Linked DNA regions of Sus scrofa: region 1 is linked to region 2. Evidence: chromatin contacts called from public promoter capture Hi-C data. All regions are on one chromosome and are shown on one strand. The core of a region is the stretch at or near the end of the contact, and the rest is flanking DNA. Distances in the headings are between cores, read along the strand shown. Region 1 holds the start of ADCK5. Region 2 holds the start of ARHGAP39 (rho GTPase-activating protein 39).

Evidence for each region. Promoter capture Hi-C pulls out the DNA fragments that hold promoters and counts their contacts.
Region 1: a promoter capture Hi-C map of fetal liver shows a contact between it and region 2, with 2.9 times the contacts expected there. The contact joins the promoter of ADCK5 here to the promoter of ARHGAP39 in region 2. A contact is called at or near these places in 2 of 5 promoter capture datasets (fetal liver and liver), 1 of 47 Hi-C or Micro-C datasets (omental adipose tissue) and 1 of 2 datasets of contacts at active chromatin or transcription factors (alveolar macrophages).

What each region holds. Positions count from the first base shown.
Region 1 is chr4:406,415-412,657 of Sscrofa11.1, reverse strand. It overlaps ADCK5, which reads left to right and starts at 2,076. Exons shown (of 14, transcript XR_002343661.1): 1 at 2,076-2,193.
Region 2 is chr4:204,143-210,714 of Sscrofa11.1, reverse strand. It overlaps ARHGAP39 (rho GTPase-activating protein 39), which reads right to left and starts at 4,580. Exons shown (of 13, transcript XM_003125457.6): 1 at 4,430-4,580.

The DNA.
Region 1 (6,243 bases), core at 827-3,326, 200 kb before region 2:
CCTTGGTGCCCTCGGGGCCCAGCCGTCCAAGTTTGAGGGACTTGACTCCATAGAGCAGCACCAGGGAGTCAAGGGGTGGGTACCCCCCATTCAGTCCAGGGGACCGTGCCCTGCCTTGTAGAGTGAGAGCTGCAGCCCCCAGCCCTGATGGGAGCCTGGGCCAGAACCAGGGTCCTTGGACGTGGGAATAGGTCAGAGTTCATTGCTTTGTTCGTTAGGGGCTGAGAAGCATATACCTCGTCTCTGGAGCGTGAACAGGAATGGCCACCGGATCCCCAGCCCAGGCCCTTGGAGTCCTAGGCCTCCAGTGGTGTCTGTACCTGAGGGCCCCGTGGTCAGCTGAGCCTCTGCCTTGCACCTTGCTTGTGGCCTTTTTCAGATGTCCTGGGGGCATGTCCATGCCAGCTGCACCTACACCATCTCCTGGGACTCTTTCATTGAGTATAATGGGGTTAGGTGGGGAGGCCAAAAGTGTGCAATTTGGAACTTTCCAGAAACCTTGGCCCTGGGAAGGGCTCCAGATTCACTTTCATCAGGCCCTGGCCTGGACACCAGGGACACAGCAGTGAAGATGAGAGGGCGCGTCTGCCCTCCTGGCAAGGCAGGCAACAAATCAGAACAGCCCCAGCTTTTGTCACATGGGGACACTGGGAGCAAGGAGACTCAGGACATTGACGCATGCTGGAGAAGCTGGGGTGACGTGTTAGATGGCCGAGGGACACCAGGAGGAGCAGGCACCCCTGTGGGAGAGGGAGGGGTCAAGGGGGGAGGGCCTGGCGCCAGAGAGGAGGAGAAGGAGCTGATAGGAAGGCCACCAGGTGGGACCAGCCTTTAAGGAGAAACTTCCTGAGTCAGTCAGCGTGAAGGTGGGTACAGCAAGTGTGGCAGAGGTGAAAATGAGGCCCAGGGAATCGGCTGCAAAACAACCAGGCCACAGGAGCACGGGGCCAGACACCCGAGGGTTGTGGGCCGCACAGAGGTTAGCGCATGGCTGGCTGGGGGATGGCCTTTTTTTGGGGGGGCCGCACCCACTGCATATGGAGGTTCCCAGGCTATGGGTCGAATCAGCTGTAGCTGCTGTCCTGTGCTACAGCCACAGCAACAAGAGATCCCAACCGTGTCTGTGACCTACACCACGGCTCACGGCAATGCCGGATCCTTAACCCACTGAGCGATGCCAGGGATCGAACTCATGTCCTCATGGTTCCTTAACCGCTGAGTCATGAGGGGAACTCCCTGGATGGGCCTTTGAAGTTCCGCAGAGTGGGTGCAGAGGCTGGGTGGAACTGCAGAAAGGGGGCCTTGGCTGCCCAAGGAGAGAAGGTGGACGAGAAGGTGCTACCTGTCAGGGGTGAGAGGGAAGTAGGTGAGAGAAGGGAGCTTAGGCAAGAGCTGGCAGAGACTCTGCGAGGAGGGTACCCATCCTGCCCTGCACTGAGGGTGGCAGGAAAGGGCGGGGACGGGCTGGCAGGCCAGTGCGGGAGGCAGCTTTGTCGTGGGCCTTGCCTGTCCTGTGCTCACCATTCACGGCCTTGTTAGTGACAACACCACAGGCCGCCTACCCGCACGCAGCAGGTGCTCATCTGAAATCGGACACTGCATGGGACAAGGAGCTATGTGAACTTGACAGTTACCACCTCATTTTGCAGCGAGGAAAGCGAGGCTTGAGCAGGTAAAGAGATTCGCCCTAATCCGTGGCTCAGAGCTGTAGCCGGACTGGCGCCCTTCCCAGCCTCCCACGGGTCCTGGAATCCAGCTCTCTCTGCACTGACGTCCTTTTGGGGTTCCTCCTGCTCCCCGCTTCCGCCCGTGCTGTGAGCTCCTAGAGAACAAGGGAGCCGACCTTCCCGAGCCTCAGCTTCCATCGAGGGTGGGAAAAGCCCCCAGCGGCAGTGACCGATGGCCTGCTCGGCCGAGGCACTGGCTGTGGCTCCAGCACCAGCACCTGCGTCCTCCGTCTGTGCACCGCCGGGTCCTGGCCCAACACTAGGCCGTCGGGGACCGCCAGGGGGCGCTGCTCAGCCGCGGACGCAGGTGCGCTCGGGGCGTGGCCTTCCGTCCGGCCCGCCCCCTGGGGGCGGCGTGCGCGTGCGCACCGCGCCCTCTCCCGCAGGGACTGCTGGGTGGCGGCGCGAGGCTGCGGCGAGAGGAGCGGCACGGAGCGGCGCGTCGGCCCCGGAGATGTGGAGACCTGTGAGCACCCCCGCGCTCCCGGTGCCCTCCCGCGGCCCCGCGAGCCGCCTGTCCCGGGCCCTCGGGCCCCTAAACCCTCCCCGCCCCCAGAGATCCTCCCCCGCCCGGCGGGAACCTCAGGGCTCTAGAAGGCGCCCTTCAGCTCCAGGTGCTCTGCCCCCCAGACCCCCTGACCAGCCCCAGCCCCCGGTGCGCAGAGGCCAGAACCACTTAGGAGGCCCCGCACTGATTGCCTCCCCAGCGCCTCCAAGGTCCCCTCTGCTCCTTCCAGGCTCTCTGCGAGGACGCTGGTCTCAGGACAGCCCTCGAAGCCCGCTTCCTCCGATCCCCCCTCCCCTCCCCAGAGACCCTTTCCCCCCCGCGGCGAAGTTGACACTTGTCCGAATCCCAGCCTGGGGGCCCTCGCCTTTCCTTTTACCTGCTCCCTTGAGAAGCCTAACCCGGTCACCAGCCCGCCCCAGATCATCCCGAGCTGACAGCTGCTCCTGCTTCCGAGGAGGGGGGGGGGGCTCCTCTCTCAGCCCTTTCCCTGCTTTGCCTGCCCCGCCCCGGGCTGCCCTCCCAACTCGCGCTTCCTTTGATCCTGACGACGCAGTTGGCAATCCAGGGTTTTTCCTTGTTGGGTGCCTTTCAAACCCGCGTTATCATCACTCACGCAGGTCTTACCCACTGCTTCCCCCAGAATCTAGCCCCATAGAGACAGAGGGGGGCTCATCAGCCTTTTCAACTTGGAACTTTCCAGAAGCCTTGTATTTTCCTAATAATCCTCGCCTTGCAGGTGTAGGTATTTATACAAATTTCCATTAACTCTTGTGGCTTTCGGTGAACAGCTCCGTGCTGTTTTATGGGCTGAGACTCAGGCAGAGAGACACCAGAGCTGGTCTGTTACAGGGTATAGAGCTGCTTCCCACGTGCAACCACTTAATCCTCCAGACAGCCCTAGGGAGTGGGCGGGCAGGTTTTGGTTGTGATTAGGAGAGGCTCCTGACCGGTGAGTGGCGTAGGGCCCAGTCGGCTTGAGCCCTCACTGGTGCTGAGAGGGGCGCAGGCCCTTGGCGAAGAAAAGGCCAGGGCCTTCATTTCATCTTCGCCACCTCTCTGGGCTCCAACTGCCGCCTCCCTCTCTTCCTGAGTATGAGAAGATTTCTGTGTTTTGGTTTCCTCTCCGGCACAGGCTGTTGACCTGCCATGGAACTGCCCAGGTTCCTGTCACCTCCTTGTGCTTCTCTGTCAGGCCTCAACTTGAGACTCAGCAGCTGCTCGTTACTGCTGGGGGCTGGCTTATCTGCAGTGACCTTTCCTCTTCCTTCTAACCCACTGTGTCTAATCTGCAGGGTGTGGAAAAACCGACAGCTCAGCTTGTGCCTAAACACGAGTGCAGGTGCTCATGATTCTGCGTTAAAGCACACACAGCGTCTTTAGCTTCGTAGTTTCTGTGTGATGCTGCGCAAGCTCTTTGCTGCTTGATGGGTTGTAGCTGAGTTCCAGGTGAGCGCTCTCTTTCTGCGCATGGGCCGGGCACTCACTAAGCCGGAGAGGCCGGGTGGAGGATGCCCGTTTCGTCTTGCCCAGACTGGGAGGCTTCGTTGGTGAGGGGTGCTGGGACAGCAGACGTTAACCTGGGCTGACCCAGGAGGCCATGCGCGTGACCCTGTGGGAAGGCGCTGGGCGCCAGAGGGTGTCCTGGGACCCCGCGCGCTCTCTCTGCCTGCTTCCTGCCACGCTCTGGCACCCAGGCTCTGGGTATGGTTTGGGTCTTATGTGATGTGGTGGAAACGCCCCTGAGTTAGTTCCAGGAAGGTCTGGCTGCAGACTTGGCCCCACATTTATAGCCACGTGACCTCATAGGCATGGGGGATGTCTCCTGCGTGACGGGGATATTTGGGGAATTACTAGGCATCCTGAATTGGAATGGGCCAGGTACTGGTGTGGGTCCCTGGGCCCCTGTGGGGCTCTGGGGTCTTCAGCCAGAGGCCTCATCCCTGGCGTCCATCTGGGGCCAGACTGGCGCTGTCTCTTGCCCGCCTGTTGCTCAGCAGCACCGTCACCGGGGTCATGTGGGTTTGGTTCGTTCTCTGCTTAGCCACTGTCTCTTTCAGTTCAGCGCGCGTCGATGGGGGCTCTGCTTTATCTGGGGGAGCACTGGGCTGGTAGAGGCACAGAGATGCCTGAGAGGTGGGCCCTGCGGGGAGAAGGACGGCACACTCACAGCCACATTCCTGTCTGATAAGGACAGCGGGCAGCATACAGAGGCGGGGGTGGGGGAAGGCCTAGGCAGAAAGCAGTCGGGAGAGGGGCCCGGCCAGGCTCTGCCAGAGGCTGTTTGTCACGGAGAGCGGAGGGCGAGCGGGGAGTCAGTTCTGGGAGTGAGGAGGTGCGGCCAGAGCTCCTGCAGAGGCTCCTCTGGTAACTCCTCAGGCCGGCCAGGCATTGCCTTGCCCCCGCTGAGCCTGTGTGCACGCTACATCAGCCACGTGTTCAGAGGCTGGATTCTGGTCTCCAGCGTCCCAACCAGAGCCCCTGATGGTGGCGACCAGTGGTCAGGAGGCTGGGGGCGCAGCCAGGGCAGGCCTCGCACTTGAGAGTAGATACCTCAGATTTCACAGTCTCCTATGGAGGAACTGTATGTATTAATAAGAAAATGATGTTTGTTTGTTTTGTCTTTTTAGGGCCACACTTGTGGCATACGGAGGTTCCCAGGCTAGGGGTCCAGTTGGAGCTGTGGCCACCAGCCTACACCACAGCCATAGCGACCCGCATCTGTGACCTACACCATAGCTCATGGCAACACCGGATCCCTAACCCACCGAGTGGGGCCAGGGATCGAACCTGCATCCTCATGGGTGCTGGTCGGGTTCGTTAACTGTGAGCCACGACGGGAACTCTGAAAATGTTTAAACTCACTCGACAGTCGGGTGATTTCACTTTTGCTCAGCAGACCCTTCCTGCTAATGACTCTGGACAACATGCTCCATTCTGTGGTTGTTGGGACCCCACCGTGTGGGGGATTCACTGCCGAGGTCCAGCCCCAGCAGCCAGGGAGTGCCGAAGGAGAGGATGGGCTACAAACGGCGCGGAAAGAATTGGAGCCAACTCCTCAGCTGCATGCTGCAGATGACCCAATTTATTAAATGAAAAGCATCAGTTTTTATACCTTATCACAATCAGGTTCCGTGTAAGATTTGACATTAACATTTGATTTAAAGCCCTTTTGTTCCCGCCACCCGAGATACAAAAAAAAAGGTTAGTTAAAACATGTTCCTTTCAACTTTAGATTTTCCTTCAAGATTACAAAGTTCCACACTGTATTTTTCTCAAAAGGTCAACAACAGTAGCTATTCTATTCTATATTAAGAACAAAGCTTTAATAAGTAATAAACTATGATACCTAACATTCTTTAACTAAAGGTGTATGTACTTAACAAAACGCATGAAAGCCTTGGGCGCATGGCATTCTTAAAACTACGGTTTATTTGGCGCCAGCAAGCTAAGCATTTAACCTATTGTGCTGATTTACGTAAGTTTCAAACCACCAATTTCAATAGAAAGGAGTATTATACCCAAAAATTAACAAATGCCCCCACAAGGGATAAAAGTTACAGGTGACACTGTTATTTGATAAAAAATGTATCTATTATAGAAAATAGCAATTTATAGGCCAAACAACATTTTTCCCAGCCCCAAACTTCTTTTTAAGTAAAGGGACTGAAATCATAAGTTTCCCCTGTATACTCTCACAAAATAGGTGCCATAAATTGTTACTCCAAAACAAAGGCTTTTTCCATTACATTGTTTAAATAACTTCACTCTGTTTGGTTCAAGTGTTTTACGTACCCAGGGCAAATCTTTAGCAGTAAGAAAGCTGTGAATCAAAGATAGAAAAAGAAGGATAAACACAGAAAAATAGATTAACATATTTTTTAGGGGATATCATTTTTATTTTCCTGGAGCCGATGTCTTTCAAGGGATTGCTCTGCAATCCTCTTTCTTTCTTCAGCTTGTCTGTAGCTCTGCTAACCAGACAAGCCTCATGCAGGTGCCGACTGTGGC
Region 2 (6,572 bases), core at 3,331-5,830:
CCAGGGAGGAGTCAGGGCAGCAGAGCGCCTGGCAGACAGGCTCTGGGCCTGCTCCTCACCCTGGCACATGGACCATGGGCATCCTGGGCATCATGGATGTTCAGAGGCACCCCTGGCCTCCACGCACTCAATGCCAAGCTGCAACTATTCCCAGTTGCAACAAGAGAAAATGTCTCCAGACAAATCAGCCCTGGGTGAGAACCCCTGTTCGGCACACACCACCCGAGCAGCCATGTGAGAGACGGAGGCGGGGGAGGCCTAGCCAGGATGCACCGCCATAACGCAGACAGAGGAGGGTTGGATGTCAACTACTCAGGAGGTGCGGCGAGCTGGACATGGAACAACAGGACATGGTGCTTAGGGGAGGACCCAGGGGGCCAAGCTCAGGCAGCCACAGCAGATGGTCCCAAACCATCCAATGGCCAAGGCTGGAAGTGAAGACACAGGGCCCAAGAAGCCAGAAGGTCTGGCACCTTCACCCCAAACAGAGCACGAAACAGGCTCATTTCTCCCTTGGGTGATCACAGCAGTGCTCCCGTTATTTGGTCACCCTTCCCCACAGGAGGGCTAACGCCCTGCAGCCTGCCCCTGGCTGTGGCACTTCCACTCCCTCCGGCGGGGGCACTGGGCCACACGACCTGTGTTGGCCCATGGAACCCAAGTCGCCAGCTCTGAGCTGGAGCTCAAAGGGATACTGAATTTCTGCCACCCTCTCGCCATAAGCAGAGCATGTCCCTGGCAAGGGCACGTCCCTGAGCCTGGGAAGGAAGACTCAGAAAAGAGCCACAAGCTAGTGAAATGCGAGTTAGAAACAAACCTCTGCCGAGCCACTGAAATGTCAAGCTGCTGCCACAATTTTTCTCGAGGAAACGCCCCAGTAAACTGCGTGACTCGGGTGACTTCTCCTCCAATGCAGCCTACACATCACTGCCAGGGAAGAGTTCCCGAACCACCTGATCAGGACGGCCCCGTTCACAGGCCTGAAGTGGCTGCCTGTTATTCAAAGAATCAAATCTAAAGACCTTCCCACTCTAATCCTTATTTCCTCTTCTTCCTCACACAACCTTCTAAACCTCACAAACCGCACATACCCCACCGTCTTGTCTTTGTTCCCCAAACCTGAAACAATCCTGCCGAAGCAGGCACAGATGACACAGAAGTGGATAAGGGTGGCTGCGCTTCAATAAAACTTTATTTATTTATTTTAAATTTGATTGATTGATTTGCTTTCTAGGGCCGCACACCAGCATACGGAGGTTCCCAGGCTAGGGGTCTCATCGGAGCTACGGCTGCCGGCCCACACCACAGCCACAGCAATGCCAGATCCAAGCCGCATCTGCAACCTACACCACAGCTCACAGCAATGTCAGATCCTTAACCCACTGAGTGAAGCCAGGGATCGAACCCGCAACCTCGTGGTTCCTAGTCAGACTTGTTTTCACTGTGCCACGACGGGAACTCCAAAACTTTACTTTCAAAGACAGGCAGGGGCTGTCGGTGGCTGGAGCTTACAGACCCTTGTCTGCAGCACGGTTTGGAAGACTGGGACCTGCACAGCAGGGGCAGGAGGGAGCCAGGACTGCAGGCCACATAAGGCGGCCCTTGTCAGCAGGGTACAACAGTGTAGCTAGAGGGTCAGAAACAGCCGCAGGGAGCAGGGCAGGGCTGCCCGGCAACATCAAAACAAGTCCCAAAGGCTGGCAGAAGGCAGTGAGGCAGGTACAGGCGGCAGTGGAGACGGCCAGCCCCTAAGGGTGCAGACGCCACCCGGGAAGTAAGAAAGGTAAGAGGAGAAACCTGGAGGCAGGTGAACACTCCAGCTCAGCTCTGCCCAGGGGTCTCCCAGGCCCAGCACTGCACCCAGGCCGCGCTCTAGACAGGACCCTGACAACACTGACCCTGAGAAGGAGTGTGTGCGACCTACCACAGATGGCCTAAGGGGTCAGGACACAGGCACGGCAAAGGCATCTTGTTGTTCTTGTTCTCCTAGTAAAATTAGGTATTTCACTATGAGAACATATTATACATTTTTTCAAAAGCAGCAAAGAACCAGGTAGAACCTTAACCAGACGCCCCGTTCACTGTGCTTCCACTGTTCAAGGACAGCCCACACGCAGGAGAGAGGCTGGGACGGACATTTCAAAACCTATCTTCAGATATTTTAAAATGTGCTCACAGAAGCTATTTCATTACCATTTGTTCTGAACATCAAACGTTCTCAACCTGAAACCCACAAATGCTAAAACACTCTACTTAGGGTGGGGGGCTTCCCTCTAGTCTCGGAGTCACACGGGTTAAGGGGATGAGATGAAGTTACCTAGGGTAAGTCTAAGAGTCTCCCCCTAAGAAAGTCAGTCTCAGATACTTTCCCTGCATCAGAGAAAGAGCACCATCTCCTTGGGAAACAAGATGAATTTTTCCACTTTGTTCTAAAGCACATCAAGTGATTCCCTCCAACAGCTCAGCAAGACTGAATGTTACAGCACTGCCAATTCCAAGTTCTCGTGCCCTCACTGTCACTTCAAGTTTGTTAATAAATTATCTCTTCTACTACAAAGATAACACTGTGAAGTCTAACAACTATGGCTTTGGTAGTTTTATTCAAATGGAGAATTACCCAAGAACTGTCTTTACATCTCATTTCTGTCAATAATAACCCTACCTACCTCCTAGGGCAGCAAGTACTGCAGGGCTCCTGACTGCTCGTTAGAAGCTTTCTTTGCCTAAAAATATTTTTAACAACAGCTCTATGGGATACTCTATCTCAGCACATAAGATTTCTTCCTCATTTACCTTTATAAAAACATGTTTCTCTGGAGCTTCCTTGTGGTCCAGTGAGTTAAGGTCAGGTTGCTGCTGCGGCAAGGCTTTGATCCCTGGCCCTGGCTGCAGGCACAGCGGAAAAAAAGACCTGTTTCTCCAAATATGACCCCAACTTGTGTAAGAAAAGGTAGCCAAAGACTTCAAGTTAAACTAAGACAAACAGCTGAAGAACCAACAACCCAGCAAGTGCACCCTGGAAACCAGATCTTGGCAGTGATAACTCCTGACTTTTCTGAACACTCACAAGGCACAAGTAATTCACTGAGTCTCAACAACCACCCCAGCCGGTGTTACTGGTGTTCCCATTTTAGAGATGAACCAAAGGCAGCGTACAAAGCCAGTAAACAGAAGAGTCACAGACTCAAAGGCAGGCAGGCAGTCTGGCTCCAGAATCCGCCCTCTTCTCCACTCTGTTCTCCAGCCTCTTGACAAGACTGCTGACTAGACAAAGTGTGGCAGAAAGGCCTGGGACCTCCGCTCCTCCCGAAGCTGGCAGCCGGCTAGCGTGTGCGCCAAGCGCCTTCTCGGAAGGTCTCCTTGCTTCTCAGTCACACCTCCTAGCAAATCTCCCTCCCCTCCCCCAGCGAGGAGAAACACACCTTGCTCATTGTGAAAGGGGAGCCGCTGACCGGGAACCACCTGCTGTTTACAGAGGCACCCAGGATGTACAGGGTTCAATTCTCCCGCAATGGCTTCAAAGACAAATCCCCTATTGTCTGCACCAGGGGCAGAACACGAAGCCTTGCAACTGTAGGTTTCTGCAAAGGTCACAGGAGGTTTGGTTAAACCTTACGACGCTGAAGAGGGTGGCGAGGCGCCGCATTTTTGCTGCTGAAGGCTGCACAGCGCCCACAGCAGCTGCTGGTGGGAGCCGCATGTAACACACCCACAGCTGCCGCGGCCTCGCAGCCAGCTGCACGTTTTAAAATAAAAGACGTCCTGACCCCCAAGATGCGCACGGCCTGCCTAGACCTCGGCCCGCATACGAACACGGCCTCCACCCACACCAATCCCGCAACCGAGGGCATTCCAGATCTCGGGGACAACCAGGGCGAGAAGGAGGGGTCGCCCCAGCCCTCCTCGCAGCGGAGGCCAGATCCACGGGGCTGGCGGCCACGGCCCGAACCAGGACACGCGCGTCCCGGCTCCCCGAGCCCCGACAAAGCCAGGCCCGGCCCCGCACCGCCCCCCGACTGCGCCCCGGAAATCTGGCCGACGCCCCCCACTCAGGCCGGGCACTCCACTCACGCCCACCCTCGGCAGGGCAGGCTCACCCCCTTCTCCGCTCTCAGGCCGGCACGCTCACCTCACCTCCGCCTTCAGCCCGCACGCTCGCCCCCACCTCCGGGCCGGCCCCCCACACCCACCTCACGCCCTGGCCCCGCGCGGCCTGGGCCTTCGCACCCATGCGCCCCCGCCGAGCCCGGCCCCCACACCCAGCCCCTGCGCCTTCGCGCCTGGCCGCGGCCCCACCCGCCGCCTCGGTCGCCGCGGACCCGTATCCTCGCGGGCCGGGTCCGGAGCCTCCGCGAGGCCGGGCGGGGGCCGCAGCGCCGGCCCCTCCGCCATCTTCCCGGCCCGCGCCGCCCACTGCCCGCGCTCTCACCCGCCGGCTGTGTGCGGGCCGCGCCACCGCAGCCTCTCATCCCGGCCCGCACGCCGCGCGCAAGCTGCTCGTGGCTCTCCCGCCGCCGCCTTCGCCGCCGCGGCACCCGCTCGGTGCGCGCTCGCCGCCGCCGCCGCCGCCGCCGCCGCCGCCGCCGGCCCAGTGAGCCGCGGCCGCGCGTCCTCCCGTCACCAGCGCAACCCCCCGCCTCCGGCCCCGCCCCCGCCCCCGCGCGCCTCGCCGCCAGGGGGCGCAGCCGCGAGCCCCGTGCGCGTGAGCCGGCGCGCGGCACGCCGGGAGCCGGAGTCCGGCCGGGGGCGCGCGCTGCATCCCGAGAGCCGGAGCTCGGCCGGGCTGGGCCCGCCCACAAGGAGGGTGTGGCGGCCTCGCGCTGTCCCGACCAGTCCAGGGGTGGCGGCGGCGGCGAAGGGAGGCCTCTGGCCGACTGACGCTGCCGCCCACCTCGGCCTCGCGGTCCGCACGCCGCCGACCTCGCCCTTCCGATCGCTCAAGAGACTTCGATCCCCTTCCGTGCTGTGCAGTTGAGCTTTCATACGTGTCGGTGTGGATTTGGTGTGATTTTACCTGCACAAACCATGTTGGACTTCCTGAACCTGAGAGTTCACTTTTCCTCGACTCTGGAAAGTTACCAGGCATTGGCTCTCCTCCATTCTCGTAGGTTCTCCCTATGCATCTGTTAGATAAACTGGACGGTCTGTAGCCTCTTTGCTCCCTCATCTTAACTCTTGGTACGTGCTCAATTCAGCTTTGCTCTTGTCCTCTTTAGCATTTTTTACTCTGCGTTTGGCCTCTTCTTCAGGCTTTTAAAATTATTACTGCCTATACAGAGTTCATTTCCAGAAGTTGTCGTATTCGACCTCCATTTCTATAGAAATGGAAGCTGGTCAGCCTGCAGCTCCTACAACAGAACGCAGAAGTCCGCAGCACACCGGCCAGGGCCTGGATCCCATCAACGCAAGAAGCTGCAAAGGCTGAAAGCCCAAGTTCAGAAGCCCTCAGCTGAGTTGCAGTTCCCGTCCTGCAGCTCACTCCTGCTCTCTTAACACCCTGCCTCCTGCGGCTCGCTGATGGAGACCCTCACCCCTCTCGCCCTTTCCTTTAGGCCTCCTTCACTCTGCGCGCGGGTGCACACACACACACACACACACACACACACCCTACCTCTGGTCTCTGCCTCACTCTGCACACACACCCTACCTCTGGTCTCTGCCTCACTCTGCGCACACACACACACACACACACACACACACCCTACCTCTGGTCTCTGCCTCACTCTGCACACACACCCTACCTCTGGTCTCTGCCTCACTCTGCACACACACACACACCCTACCTCTGGTCTCTGCCTCACTCTGCGCACACACCCTACCTCTGGTCTCTGCCTCACTCTGCACACACACACACACACACCCTACCTCTGGTCTCTGCCTCACTCTGCACACACACACACACACACACACACACCCTACCTCTGGTCTCTGCCTCACTCTGCACACACACACACACACACACCCTACCTCTGGTCTCTGCCTCACTCTGCACACACACACACACACACACACACACCCTACCTCTGGTCTCTGCCTCACTCTGCACACACACACACACACACACACACCCTACCTCTGGTCTCTGCCTCACTCTGCACATACACCCTACCTCTGGTCTCTGCCTCACTCTGCACACACACACACACACACACACACCCTACCTCTGGTCTCTGCCTCACTCTGCACACACACACACACACACACCCTACCTCTGGTCTCTGCCTCACTCTGCACACACACACACACACACACCCTACCTCTGGTCTCTGCCTCACTCTGCACACACACACACACACACACACACCCTACCTCTGGTCTCTGCCTCACTCTGCACATACACCCTACCTCTGGTCTCTGCCTCACTCTGCACACACACCCTACCTCTGGTCTCTGCCTCACTCTGCACATACACCCTACCTCTGGTCTCTGCCTCACTCTGCACACACACACATACACACACCCTACCTCTGGTCTCTGCCTCACTCTACACACACACACACACACACACCCCTCTGGTCTCTGCTCTCCATTGTACACACCTAAGAAAGGTCATTGCATGAACCCCACCCACC